Regions from separate parts of the Pan troglodytes genome. Here regions 2 and 3 are each linked to region 1. A link is a contact called in public Hi-C data. All regions are on one chromosome and are shown on one strand. Each heading gives the region's core, a stretch centred on a gene start, on an enhancer-like site or on the middle of the called end of the contact. The rest is flanking DNA. Distances are from core to core; before and after follow the strand shown.

Region 1 (4,762 bases), core at 862-3,361:
CTGAGACCTACTGTTATTACCACTGTTCCATATTATCCTCTTTTTTAAATCCTGGTAAAGGTAGCTTAATTGCAGCTTTCAAAAAACGAAGAGAAAAATGAAAGTCGTTAAATCAGGATTATATAGAAAACTAATATTATTACTAAAACGGCTGCAGAATTCAGTATGATCTAACCTTGCACGTTTCCAAAAGATTCAGTCAGAGAATCTTTGCCTTGGACGGATACTCCATAGGAGAAAACAGGAGAAAGTTGACACTTAACTCCCACAGAGTACCAGCATAAAAACAATGGCTTTAAGAGTCTGACTCAGAGTTTCAACATGAAAGGTTTGCTTTATAGAGGAAACGCCAATCCCAGTCCATCCAGATAGACCTGGAACCTGATGAAAGTCGACACCTTTATTCTGAAATTTGCATCACATCGCTGGCTCCAGTTTAGAAACATGATCGTTTCACAGATAATATGCATTTCAGCGAATGCTGCCTCTAAACTACCCGTCATGAAAAATAAAATCTATAAGGTAAACGTAGTCTAGGAGCCATCAATCCCCAAATGCTTCTCTTAGAAAACGAATGCCAACAATTTAGCTAAACATCTTCCTTGGAAGTGAGCCATTTCCCATGTCTCTCTGTTCTCCAAACCGCGATGAAATTTCAACCTGCCCAACACGATTACTGGTCCACCTAGAAATGCCGTGGAGCGATTTAAGAGCCTCGGAAATTTCCTTTAAGGTCAGGAGACAAGCTGGTAACAGATGGGGCGAAGGAGGAAAAGTTCTTTTTGCGGCACCCTCACGCCTTCCCAGCCCTTTCGCGGTTTACTCGCTCCCTGGAAAGCAGGTTAGAGCATCCCAAAATTTCATGTCCCCAAGACCCCCAAAGGGGAAATTAACCACCCTCGGGCACCGAGCTGTTCGTCTCCATTTCCCACAACTCAACCAACTCGGCCTGCCTACTCCAGCTCAGGCTGCAAAGCGCTCACCCAGGTGACTGGAGGGGAAGGGTCGCCAGGTGGCGACCAGCTCAGCGGGGTGGACGCAACCGCCCGGACCGGGACGCGGGTCTCCTGGCCTCCCGCAGAGACGCCTGCCCAGTAGTTGTGCAGCTTCGGGTTCTGGGGTGCGTGCGTGCGCGCGCGCCGGGCGCGGTGAAGCCGGACTCGCCCCCGCCGGGCTAAGCTACCAGCAAGCCACCAAATCGAAAATCAAACTTTAACCGGCCTCCTGGGGTCCTGCTCCGGGCCCTGGACCCCAACCCCGGCCAGAAACAGGGCAGGGGGCTGTCAGCCGTCCTGCACCCCCGCTCCCCACAGGACCCGGGCGCGGGGACCACTTACCGCTCGGCCCGGCCTCCCGGTGCCGCCGCGCGTCCCGGGCGCGTCCGCCGCGCGCTCTCCCTGGGGAGAAAGAGAAACCGTGTAGACGGCCGGCGCGCGCTCACTCGCCGCCTCCTCTGCGGAGAGCGGCGAGGCCGGCCCGAGGCGGGCGCCGAGCGCGGAGCGGAGGGGGGCCCGAGGGAGGCGGGGGTGGAATCAGCCCAATTCCCGAGCCTGGCTCCGAGGGGGACCCGGAATACAGGCTGGCGGGCGGCCGGCGGGGGCCGAGCTCCCGGAGGAGGGGAAGGCGGAGGTGGCCCCGTCCTCGGGCATCAACTATTGTCTAGGCGCCCGGGCCCCCGCTCTCGCCGTCCCCGAGGCTCAGCGCCCCCATCCCGCCCGCCAGCAGAAAGAACTGAGGGGGCGGCCAGTACGGGAAGCAAGTGCGGGGGTCCGGGCTCCGAAGGTCCAAGGTGGGCGCGAGGTTGCGGGTGGGGGATGAGGAGGTGCGTACCGCATGGGGGAGGGGACAGGTAAGTGCGGACGGGGGCGGGAAGGCCCCAAAGACCGGTGGGGGAGGAAATAGGGAGGGAGCCACAGAGGCGGGAGGGAATGGAGTGGCTGCGGGGGCGGCCTCTGGGGCCCAGACCTGGCCCTCCCCGGGGACCCTCCTGCCGGGGACTCGGCGCTGCACTGACTTTTCGCTCACTCGCTCACGCACGCACTGAACTCGCTCACAAAGTTGCCGGCAGTGGCGGCGCCTCACTCGCCCTTCCCCTCCCCGCCCCGCCTCCCGCCTCCCGCCCCATTCCTTTCCCTCCTTCACTCCTCCCTCTCCCCCAAGTCTCGGGTGAGATCACCACGGAGCGGCTTAGCGCGGCGCACAAGTCTCGCGAGAGAAGCGGCGGCTGGGCCCTGCAGGCGGAGGAAGTGGAAGAAGTCGCGGGAGGGTAGGGGACCGCGGAACTTCTGGTTGCTATGACGACGGCAAAGCCCTGGATTCCTGTCTCCTGCGGAGAGCAGAGGCTGCAAACGTGGGTGCAGTTTTCAACCTGCCCGGCGCACTGGCGGTGGGGAAAGCTAGGGGTGGTTGCGGAAGGATAATTTTTAAGCCGATTCAAGAGGGCATCTCTAGAGGACCACAGTCATGATATCTGGCCAAATTTGGCAAATGAGACTAATGTATTAAGAGGTTCTGGGACAGGTTTCTGCCTTTCTAGGCAGCACATATCTGCACCCCAAATTTCTACCATATATTCAGTTTTTCGGCCTTCTCTTTCAATCTCATTCCTCCATCCCCACACCCCCCATGCTGCCTCCCTCCTCCTCTTCTCAACTCGCACACACACGCAGACTGGGCTCCTTCAGGAACTGGCTCATTCATCTCTGTATTCTCAGCGCCTCTATAGGCTTGGTCCATACTACATATTGGCTACTTTTTTGACAAGTTGAACGCAACAGTCCATACCTGTCCTCAGTACTTGCCTTTGGCCCTAACCTAGAGAGTTCAGTCAAGTTTGGACTCTATCAAGCTACCCTCCCATTTCTGTTAACACCTTGTCTTTTTCAATGGTAATAATCTCTGCTTTCTCCATATTTTTCTCGTAAAAACCCTATTCACCATGGTGAGGGGAACTTTTTTTTTAATCATTAGGCATCCGCAGACGCCTTTATACGTACTCCAAAATGCTAGTAAGGATGAAGATGAACTCTCCTCAGCCCGTGTCTTTTAACTGTAGAAACTTTTCTGAGGTGAGGGTTATTATATACTCACTGCCTAAGTAAAATGGATATTGTGAATAGAAGTTAAACTTTAGATTTCAAAATGAATGAGTAAAAATAGATACCATTGTATGTGGATTATATCTCAATTTTTAAAATTCCTATCCATGAACATGGGGAAACCATTATTTAACTCAGTCCCACAGAACTAGAAACCTAAAGCATAACCTAAGCATATGAGGACTAGGCAGTCAAAACTTTTAAGTCACTTGCAAGTTTAAATCCTGTCAATGAAAGTTTGTGTATTAGAAACCTAAGTGATACTAGACAAAGTCAGCAAACTAGGGTTTACGTTTTTCTGTGCCACTAATAATTGAGTCTCCTTGAGAAGTTATTTAATCTCTCTGATTCTTCATCTGTGGGGGGTACCCCACATGTTAGGTTATTACAGCTTTAAAATTCTATAGCTGGCCGGCATGGTGGCTCACATGCGTAATCCCAGCACTTTGGGAGGCCCAGGTGGGAAGACTGCTTGAAGCCAGGAGTTTGAGACTATCCTGGGCAACATAGAGAGACCCTGTCTCTACAAAAATAAAAAATATTAGCTAGGTATACTGACATGCACCTGTAGTCCCAGCTATTCAGGAGGCCGAGGCTTGAGAATCACTTGAGCCCAGGAGTTAAAGGCTGCAGTTACCTCTGATCACACCACTGCACTCCAGCCTGAGCAACACAGTGAGCTCCTGTATCTAAATATATATACACATATGTATGTGTGAGTATATATATATATATATATATTTCATATAAGAGCTCTTAGACCTATAAAATTTTCCAATAAATAACAAATCTTCCTTTTACAGCAAATGATAAAAAAAGTTTCATCTTATAGTAGGTCAGTTTCACAAAGAGTAGCTACATGTTGACAATTTTCTTTAAATGTTGACAATTTTATTTTAAAATTTATCTTGTCCCAACTACAAAAACAACAAAAATATTGACCATGTTACAGTAATTTCAAAGGTAATCTATAGTTCATGATTTGCTTTTACACTAACTCAAAGCAGATTCCTTGTTATTTAATAAATACTCTAATTAAAACCAAAGACCCAAACTAAATACATCCATAGTCCCAAAATAACTATAAGGAAAGAGGGAGGGAGGAAGGAAAGGAAGGAAGGAAGGAAAGAAGGAGCGAAGACTACATCTATGGAAGGAAGGAAGGGAGGGAGGGGGGAGGGGAAGGACGGAGGGCCTCAGATTCATTTACTGGTATGTTTAATATCACATTTTCACAAAGAAACACAATGGAACATCACCATCAGTCCTGTGAATCTGTTTTAAGGAACCATTTTTCATAACATTGCAAAATATTATAAATCAGTTGTTGCTCATTTGTTCTGGCTTAGCTTTTAACATAATTTTGCCCTTAAAAGATGGCTGCCAATCTACATCCACCAACACAGTACAATTTCAGAACCATCTGTTTTATGACTCCCAGATAGCCATTTGAAATAATTGACCCAAATGCTAGCCAAATCTATTAACATTCTTCAGTGCTTCTTATAAGGCTCAAGAGATGGGTGTTGGCCTCAAATTACAAAAATAACCTCCCTAATCTTCAGACATAGTAAAATAGTAGAAATTGTCCCAGGGATCTAAAACTGCTTTTTCAAGGCCCTGGGCTACTATTTATCCCTCACTGATGGCAGAACTTTCATCCG
Region 2 (4,762 bases), core at 1,014-3,513, 430 kb before region 1:
CAGCACTATTGAGAAGCAACGCTTTGTTGTGCTTTGATGCTGGAAGAAAGTATTTGACAAGTGAATTAATCTGTCTTCCCTCCGCCCTAGGCACTTCTAATACTTAAATCCTTTCCACGTTTCTGAGCAGAAGAGCCTCTAAACTTTCAAGCCGCTCTGGGAGCCTCTAAAGTTTCAAGCCGCTCTGTCACAGCCACCTTTTGTTTGGAAGACACAGGGTGAAAGATAAGAATGGCAATTTCAGGCCAAGCTTTGTGGCCCATGCCTGTAATCCCAGTACTTTGGGAGGCCAAGGCAGTCGGATCTCTTAAGACCAGGAGTTCAATACCAGCTTGGCCAACATGATGAAACCCCATTTCTACTAAAAACACAAAAATTAGCCAGGTGTGGTAGCACGCGCCTGTAGTCCCAGCTACTTGTGGGGCTGAGGCAGGAGGATCGATTGAGCCCAGGAAGTCGAGGCTGCAGGGAATCGTGATTGTGCCACTGCACTCCAGCCCGGGTAACAGAGTGAGACCCTTTCTCTCAAAAAAGGAGGGCGGGGGGGGGGGGGCGGGGGGGAAGGCAATTTCTCTGAGGCCTGAACAGTGTTCCTGAGGACAGCATCTGTTTAGGGTTACAGGTGACCCTGTGCCAGCTCTAGGGGCCACATCTGAGTGACAGAAGTGCTACGCATTCTTTCACACATTGTGCCCCCTGGGGATATGCAGGTCCCATAAGAGGGACACGGTGCCCCTCTTGTCCAGGTTTAAGGGTGGCACTGTGAGGGCCCATTTCTCTGGGATGAGCCTGCCTAGGGCTGGGCTCAGGAGGCAGGAAGACTAGAATGGAATGTGAGAGCTTCCCACGCTGAGAAAGGGGACTGGTGTCTCCAGCTTCTGAGCAGTCCCAGCGATGTGGCAGGGCCTCAGGGGAATAACCGCTTGAACTCAGCAGGGGAGGCAGGCCCAGCCTGTGCAGTGACCTCCGCGCCCTGGCTCAACAGGAGGGCATTGAGGACCAGGGGGGTGAGGACGAGGGGTCTGTAAACCAGCCAATGGCAACCAGAAACCAGAGGCCTCTCCTGCCCGCACCCCGGGACCTTGATAGGACCCCGAGAGGGAAGGAGAGAGCCTCTGTCATGAAAAGAATTGTATTCCAGCCTCGCCAGATTAGATTTGACTTGAAGCAGGAAGAAAGAAATGTGACATTTCTCACCTCATTTTGTTCAATAAAATCAGAATCCACCACGGAAGTAAATTTGTTTGAGTCGTGGCACGTTTCTCCAGCTCTTTTCTCCTCCACCCCTGGAAGCGAGGGGAGCCCACGGTCTGGGGAAGGGCGGACGTCGGGGCCTTCCCTACCGGACAGCACTGCCGCTTCTGCAATCTGCCTTCCTCCTTCTGCGGACTGTTCCTGCCGGAGGCCCCAGCGGCCTGGCCTCGCATCAGATCGCCTGAGGGCCTCTCAGGTGTTGGTGGAGGGAGGTCATCTGGGTGGGAGAAGTTTTGCCATCAGCCTGAGGAGAGGACAGTGGGGATTCTGGGCAGAAAACAATGCGAACCATCAACAGAATACATATATATATATATATATATATATATATATATTTTTTTTTTTTTTTTTTTTTTTTTTTTTTTTGAGACGGAGTCTCACTTTGTCATCCAGGCTAGAGTGCAGTGGCGCAATCTCGGCTCACTGCAACCTCCACCTTCTGGGTTCAAACAATTCTCCTGCCTCAACCTCCCGGGTAGCTAGGATTACAGGCGCCCACCACCACGCCAGGCTAATTTTTGTATTTTAGTAGAGAGAGAGTTTCGCCATGTTGGCCAGGCTGGTCTTGAACTGCTGACCTCAAGTGATTCACCCGCCTCGGCCTCCAAAGTGCTGGGATTACAGGCATGAGGCACCGCGCCCAGCAACAGAAGTTCTTTTTCCTCCGTCTGGCCTTCCAGGTTCAAGCAAAGCCAGTGTCATTTGCCCAGGCCTCTCAGGATCCTTTTTGCTTCCAGAGACTCCCTCTTTACTCCCCACGCCGGGTACCCAGAAAAGTCCTTGAAAGAAATTGTTCTCCTCCTCCCCAGGGGTGGGGGGTACCACTTGGCCAATGAATGGTTACTCCCAACCTTACCCATGAGCTCAGACACTGACAAGGCTGCAGGTCCTGCTCAAATCGAAATAGGAGCTATCAAATCCCGGGAGGGCCCCTGGCTCTGAGCCCAGTCTTCTTGCCTTCACGATTTCTCCTGGCACAGAATCAGCCGGGAAACGCGCTCTTTCACTTGAACGCAAGTGAGGACTCGGACAGCAGAGGGAGCCAGCAGCCCGCGGTTGGCGCTGAGGCCCGGCTTCTGAAATCCCATCTGTTCCCAGAGCTTGTTGGCGCCCCCCGTGCAAGTTGGGGCACACAGAAAATACAAGTTTTCTTAAATGAATGCCTCCCAAGGGGTCAGAAACAGGGCCCGCTGGGGTTTTCTTACAAATTCGTAACCTGCGTGGCTCTCCCGTGCCAATTAAATAATCAGGAGGAAATACCGCGTTTGTCTATTAAAGCCTGGTGTTGCTTCTCAGAGACTCACAGTGTAATATCAGAGGGAATTTACCTTCCATTGGGATTCTTTTGCCATTAACAATTCTTCCTCTCCGTGGGAACTTGCATGTCGCCTCTTCCCCTCGGCCCTCAGAACGCTTACTCTGTGGGCACACAGGAAAAGGTATGGGGGTCTCTGTGCTGAGCGCCCCAAGTGCCTCGTCTATAGGCAGACATTTTGATAAGCTAATCAGCTCTTTAACCAACTATCTGATAATATCTGATTTTTAAAAAGGCTTTCATAAAGTACTTTGTGCTATAGTAATATTTCCAAAGAGGAGCTGAACCCATTTATTGCAATGAACTAACATTTCGAATGCAATGCTGCTTTTCACCCAGCAACCCACGGCCAGGCCAGGCTTTCTTATTCCTGTTCTTCCGCCGAGGAGTCAGAATTATTTGCACCTCCTGCTCGTGTTCTCCACAGATTTCGTGGGGGCAGGTGCTGTGGGTTTCTGGAGATGAGCACTAACAGCTGTGCCACTCGGGACTTTGAGGAACGCCCAGTCTCCCACCAGCGTTCTCCACGGGGATATCCGGTTAGTTTTCAAGGCCCCGTGCAGCCCCCACACCTATTTTCTCTGTGGCACCGCGGAGGTCTCAGCCGCACGACTTTCAACTGGACGCCAGGAGTCTCCACAGAAGAACGTTGATCACTCATGACGTGGGGCGGAGAGATCCACACTGCTGAAGTTTATCAGAGGAGCCAAAGTCTGCCTTTATCTCACTCGGATACTACAGGATGCCTGGGGCTGACGGATCAGGGAGGGGCAGCGGGGCCAGGAGGGAACCTGGAAGAAGTGAGATTAGGGGCTTTGGATTAAGCCTGGATTCATAACAGGTGGAATGACACTTCTCAAGGAGGCCTGTTCTGTTTTGTTTTCAAGAGATGGGGTCTCTCTGTGTTGCCCAGGCTAGCACAGTGCTGCAATCACAGCTCACTGCAGCTTTGACCTCCTGGGCTTAAGGGATCCTCCCCCTTCAGCCTCCCAAGTAGCTGGGACTATGGGACTATCGGTGTGAGCCACTACACCTTGCTAGTTGTTGTTTCTTCCCCCCAACCCCCCACCTCACCCCATCCCATAGAGACTGGGGTCTCACTTTGTTGTCCAGGCTGGTCTTGAACTCCTGGCTTCAAGCAATCCACCCTCCTCAAGCCTCCCGAAGTGTTGGGATTACAGGCATGAACTACCACACCTGGCCAAGGAGGCTTGTTTAAAATGATGCATTGAGGCCAGGTCATGCCCATAATCCCAACATTTTGGAAGGTCGAGGTGGGTGGATTGCTTGAGCTCAAGAGTTCGAGACCAGCCTGGGCAACATGGCAAAACCCCATCTCTACATTAGCCAGTTGTGGTGGTTAGCACCTCCCAGCTACTCAGGAGGCTGAGGTGGGAGGATCCACTGCAGCCCAGGAGGTCAAGGCTGCAGTGAGCCAAGATTAGCACCACTGCACTCCAGCCTGGGTGACAGTGAGACCCTGTCTCAAAATAAATAAAATGATGCATCCTGGATGGTGGTGGCCACAGAGCCTGACCTCAGCCAGTCAGTGTTGTTATCAGGGTCCTCTCAGAGGCGTATGACTCACATTTAGGTCCAACAGCACACTTTGTGATAAATGACAGCATCAGCATTGTTCAAACTACTCAACAGACTGAAACAGTCGGTCAGATCTGTAAGATGAGATTTAACTGAGATACATGTCTTCTTCCCTTTCCATTTTGAATGGAGAAGAAATAACCCCAAAACACCACAGGTGAAAACACCTTAGGTGTTGGGATCGCCTCTGAGCTCATGTGAGACAGGACGACAAAAAAATGGGGTAATCATAGGCTGCATGGATCCTAAGGATATTGGATCCAGAGTTGGAGGGCCAGTACCAGTGCCAGAATGCCGTGCTCATTTCTGCCTGTCTTTGAAAGGAGCCCAGGAGGGTGGGAGACTGAGACCAAGGCAGGGAGCAGCAGTGGGAAGCCCAAGATGCTTGGTCCAGGAGAAGAGGCTGGGAGAGGGACAGGATAAGGCAGCCACCTCCAAACAGGGAAGGGCAGCCTCAGGAAAGGGGAAGGGAACCAGACCCTATAGGCTGGGAGCTGCATTGGCCCAGGGCATTGGAATCCAACAGACCTGTGTTCAAATCCAGCCAAGTGGGTGAGCAATCTCCTTAGCCCTTCTGAGCTGCAGCTTCCTCAA
Region 3 (4,762 bases), core at 1,219-3,718, 390 kb before region 1:
GCAAAAAAATGTTTTGTTGGTGAGATCTGCATCAAGCATCTGTGGCTTGACAGAGGGCTCATTTTCTCAAGGTTCACTTGAAATTTCTTCCTCAGTGGTTCTATTTTTCAGTCTTTGAGGTTACTAAAAGTAACTGGTTCTGGATAAAATAACCACCCCCAAAAGCTGGAAGAGGTGTGGCAAGATCGCTTAGGCCAAATCACCTGGAGTTCTGCCATGTAACAGCAACATAGAACATAATCGTGAATGTTTATTGTATGCGGTGATGCAAAGCAAAAATTGCCAATTAAAATGATCCATACCCACAACCTAGGCTAAGGCAAATAGAGTCAACCACATCTCTTAAGAGAAGTTCTGGTTTTGTTATTTTAGAGGGTGAATTTTCAAATTCTGAGTTAGTCCATAATATTTAGAAAAATGACATTCTCATCTTAAGGAAAAAATATAAAACAGAGGCAATTAATTGTTAGTAACTAAAAAAAAAAAAAATTTCCAGGCAGAAAAGATTTAGAGAAGGAAATGTTACAGATAAAGACAACTGAGTAACTTCTAAACAAAGATGGAAGGCATATTTCTCACATCCATAGGATGCCAATGAGGGTGCAGGGAACAGGGCATACACAGAGGCACACAGACAGCCCAGTGTGCCAGAGTAGCCTGAGGCAGTCCTAATGTTCAATGTAAACCACACATAAGAAGCCTTTCTTTTCCTCAGCTCTCAAGAAACATACAGCTTTTGTGGCATGAACAGTTAACTTATTAGATCAACCAGAAAAAGCACATTCATGAAATTGAGCTGTGTTGACAACTGTGAGCAGGCATTTTTCTTGGTCTTTAACCAGTTCTTCCAGTGATAATGTCAGACACTGACCAACATATATCTAGATCCTGACTGATATTTGTATATTAGCTGTTCTAAAGTTCTTCCTTGTCATACTTCGTAGAGTTTAAAAACTTTTATGTAGACATGACAGTTTACTAAGACTTCATGCTACACAAAACTCTATGTATGCTCTCATACCTACACCTATAAGCACTGCAGCTCTGTGCAAATACTGATGCATCTGTACAATAACCTTCAAAATAGTTAGTGGTTTTCTAAGAGCCAGGAGTTGAGGATTTATGTAACTTTTGAACTGGTTTGAGTCATCACGCAAAAAACATAAAGAAAAGTCATTCTTTCATTTTTTTGAGACAGTGTCTCACTATGTTGCCCAGATTGACCTCTAACTCCTGGGTACAAATGATCCTCCTGCCTCAGCCTCCTGAGCAGCTGGGACTATAGGCCCATGTCACCGTGCCCAGCTAGTTATTCCTATTTGCTCACTGGCATGTATTGAGTATCAATCTATTATGTTCACGTTGGCATGGCCTATGCAAATGTACTTAGGATGAACATATTGGGTGAAAAATCCTCTTGTACTGACTAGATGGCAGTAAAAAGGTATATGTGATCGCATAAGTGGGTAGTAATTGGCTACAGGTGTCTGAGGGGGCCTTAGGGAAGCAAGAGGAAAGAGACCTGGAGAATAGCTGGCTAACAACCGTGGACACCAAAACAAGTCAGGTCAGTCAGTTACAGAAGAGATGTCTATGTGCAAGCATGAGGTAGGGTTTTTAGCTTTCTCATGTGTGTTCTTAAATTAAGCTCCAACATCAGAAACAGCATTGGTCAGCAGGTCTAGAGGATTTTGGACTAACTGAGGAGGTCCTTGATTGCCACACAAACTGGCACTGCCTACTGCCAAGGCCAGAACGCTAAGAAGAAAATGAACGCTGCTTAAATTTAAGAATGTCCTTAAATTACTACTATCTTCACCTCTCCTAGGCTTACCACTAATCATTTTTTTTTTCAGTGGTTCATTTTAAGATCTGAAAGTGAAACAGCCATTACCAAAAAATAAAATAAAATAAATTTTCTCCCTACATTTCCAAGCTTCATAAAGATACACATATATTCTAGGGAGCAATAATTTAGAGCAATTAATAGACGTTTTTAGTTATAGAAAGTTACCAGTATGTGTGGCTTATTTTAATGACATTCAAATATAGCAACTCTATGTAATTACCAACCTGTATTAATGTAGCTCTCATGAGGAGCTACAAAAGATCTGCATGATCATCAAGAGGGAGACTAGAGGACAGAGAAGGTAGGAATGGAGCCCAGCCAGAAAGATGCAGTGAAACTTAATCACTGTAATTTAGACTTTGTCACTGAGTCCCAGGTACAAGCTCTTTTAAGCACTGTCAAGATATCTCTACATTAATTGCTGTTCCTGTCTTCTGAGGACACAAACACTCTAATTTGCTGTGATTTTAGTTTTTCTATAGCAATGTGCATTTGGTGGCTAAGTCCCCTTTCCTCCAGAAAAGGCAGGCTGCTAAAGCTCTGATTATCCAACTCACTCTGCCAAGATCAACATACCAAAGTCTCAAAACATCCCTACTTACCAGAGTCTAGAAATGAATGTGACTCAAATGAGTGGGTGAGAAGCTCTGCCACCCTCCCTGAATGGCCACATTCTTCTCTTCTCTAGTAAGTTTGACTTTCAATAGGAGAGTTATTTCTAAAGGATGATTTCAATGATTCTGCATTCTTCCAGTTAGAAGCAGAAAATTTAGATAATCCTTTGAGGCCTTCAGGCAGCTCCAGTCAGCACATTCAGATAATGCAAACCCAGGTGCTTTTTTCAGGGAGCTTTGTTGATCCCCTGGGATTTGTTAGATAATGGCACAGCCGCACATTCTGTGCTTTGGTTTCAGGGGCCCAGCTCTTTCCAATCTCACTCCATGGTGATGCCATTTGAGACAAGATCTCTATAACCAACTTTCTTCTGCCATCACATTGGACCAGAGAAATATTTTCAGATGGAAGACATTCTTAAAAAAAGGCATCCTCCTTTCAAAATGACAAATTGAAAACCAAAGAAATAGGAGTCAAACTAAACTTAAAAACCAGAGAGAAACTATTCAGATATGCAAAATGTTGTAAGTCAATGCACAGTCTACAGAGATGGGGATGTGCCAAGAACAGCCAGCGAGTGTCATCCTTCTGTCTTGTGTGATTCTGTCTATATGGTTATGGCATCTGATGCCCACTTCCTGTTCTACTTTGGCAAACACATCTCTTATACCATTTGAATCAAACAATCTACTTTCTGAATTGTGGAATGGAATACATAGTACTCAAGAATATTGAGACTACTTTCCCAATTTCCTTTTGCTTGGAAGCCATGGAGTTTCCAGACCTATCACCATCATTTTGAGATCTGCAATGTGGTAGTGGTAAACAGAAACAAAACTAGTGAAAGGCTTCATACCATGGGGCCTGACATTTTAAATGAAGGGAAGCTCAATGATAAGTAACGATAGAGACTCCATGAGAAAACAAAATACTTAGCTGGTCAAGTGAAAGCAATCCAAATTAAGTAGAGGACGTCCTCTCTCCTTCAGGTTATCTGGGCTTTACTGACAGATTATGTGCCTAAATTTCCATTTGAAAAATAAAAACTAAATTAAGCCTCTCTATTACTTTTCTTTTTCTTTCTTTCTTTTTTTTTTTTTTTTTTTTTTTTTTGAGACAGAATCTCACTCTGTTGCCCAGGCTGGAGTGCAGTTGTGTGATCTTGGCTCACCGCAACCTCTGCCTCCTGGGTTCAAGCGATTCTCCTGCCTCAGCCTCCCAAGTAGCTGGGATTACAGGTGCCTGCCACCATGCCCAGCTAATTTCTGTACTTTTAGTAGAGACGGGGTTTCACCATGTTGGCCAAGCTGGTCTCAAACTCCTGACCTCAAGTGATCTGCCCACCTCGGCCTCCCAAAGTGCTGGGATTACAGGCGTGAGCCACCACGCCCAGCCTCTACTATTTTTCTTGCGGTCATAATCATAGCAGACCCAGAAGACAGCAAGGTTAGATGCTCTCACACATTGATCAATGACTGACAACAATCGAAGATAAAAGGAGAAACCACACAGAGATCAACAGGCCTAAAAAGACAGTGATGGAATGCTTCTTCCCTATGTGGATCTTGTCACATTGGGGATTTTAGGCTCCAATCAAGAGGAAACGACAAATAGCATTTATTTTATCTAGAGGTGTGATCTCCAAGGATACAGGGGAATGTGTACTTTCCTATTCTGAAAGGTATGTCTAATTTTAGCTACACGTTTCTATTGGACATCCCCCACTCTCAACCCATTGCTGCCAGGAGCCAATTACTGAAAAAAAGTTACAATGTAAGTATCAGGTAAGTGAGGTTCTCGGCTTGAGAGGCACGTAAAGGACGTGCTTGGCATCGCAAACGATGCTCTGTTACTCAGAAAAGACCCCTTTCTTTTAACAATATGGTCAATATTTTAAAAACATAGTCTTCAAAAGCTTGTCCCAGTATACATTCCCTATTACTCACCGAAAGCCAACATTACAAAATTACAAATTTCCTCTCAAATTGTAGTAGCCAGGAACATTATTTTAAAAATCAAATCCAACTTTAAAAAGAATAAATCTGCAAAATTTTCTCACAGTTTAAAATAATGCACTAAAATTGCAGGATTAAAGTATTTTGAAGGCAAATAAAGGGCATTAAACATATAAAAATAATTGTCACTGCAGAAAAACCTCCTTTCCTTATACACTATTGAGCAAAGTAAAGTGGGCTGAGGCCAGGGAACTGGGCTTAGGTCTGGGCTGGGAATCAGAGAGACAGCGGGGAAGGGTGGTTACCTTGTGTGGGAAGCAGCATCGTTTATACTGAAGGTGCT

What was found. Hi-C and Micro-C count contacts between places; a contact is called where the count stands out from the background.
Region 2: a contact with region 1 is called in a Hi-C map of stem cell-derived neural progenitor cells, with 7 times the contacts expected there. The contact joins the enhancer-like site here to the promoter of SIPA1L1 in region 1. A contact is called at or near these places in 2 of 7 Hi-C or Micro-C datasets (blood and stem cell-derived neural progenitor cells) and 1 of 1 datasets of contacts at active chromatin or transcription factors (stem cell-derived excitatory neurons).
Region 3: a contact with region 1 is called in a Hi-C map of stem cell-derived neural progenitor cells, with 4 times the contacts expected there. The contact joins the enhancer-like site here to the promoter of SIPA1L1 in region 1. A contact is called at or near these places in 1 of 7 Hi-C or Micro-C datasets (stem cell-derived neural progenitor cells) and 1 of 1 datasets of contacts at active chromatin or transcription factors (stem cell-derived excitatory neurons).

The regions. Positions count from the first base shown.
Region 1 is chr15:69,301,106-69,305,867 of NHGRI_mPanTro3-v2.0_pri, reverse strand. It overlaps SIPA1L1 (signal induced proliferation associated 1 like 1), which reads right to left and starts at 2,111. Exons shown (of 24, transcript XM_063792996.1): 1 at 2,015-2,111; 2 at 1,338-1,397. LOC107968203 (a long non-coding RNA gene) reads left to right here and starts at 2,093. Exons shown (of 7, transcript XR_008539033.2): 1 at 2,093-2,350; 2 at 2,971-3,068.
Region 2 is chr15:69,730,667-69,735,428 of NHGRI_mPanTro3-v2.0_pri, reverse strand. No RefSeq gene overlaps it. Among named protein-coding and RNA genes, the nearest start is that of RGS6, 170 kb to the left of the region's middle. Within about 2 kb of position 2,263, at least 9 of the 24 cell types and tissues checked have an H3K27ac peak or open chromatin away from gene starts, as enhancers often do. A contact at or near this core is called in stem cell-derived neural progenitor cells, where this site is marked.
Region 3 is chr15:69,689,232-69,693,993 of NHGRI_mPanTro3-v2.0_pri, reverse strand. It overlaps SIPA1L1 (signal induced proliferation associated 1 like 1), which reads right to left. Exons shown (of 24, transcript XM_063792996.1): 17 at 4,725-4,762. Among named protein-coding and RNA genes, the nearest start is that of RGS6, 220 kb to the left of the region's middle. Within about 2 kb of position 2,468, at least 3 of the 24 cell types and tissues checked have an H3K27ac peak or open chromatin away from gene starts, as enhancers often do. A contact at or near this core is called in stem cell-derived neural progenitor cells, where this site is marked.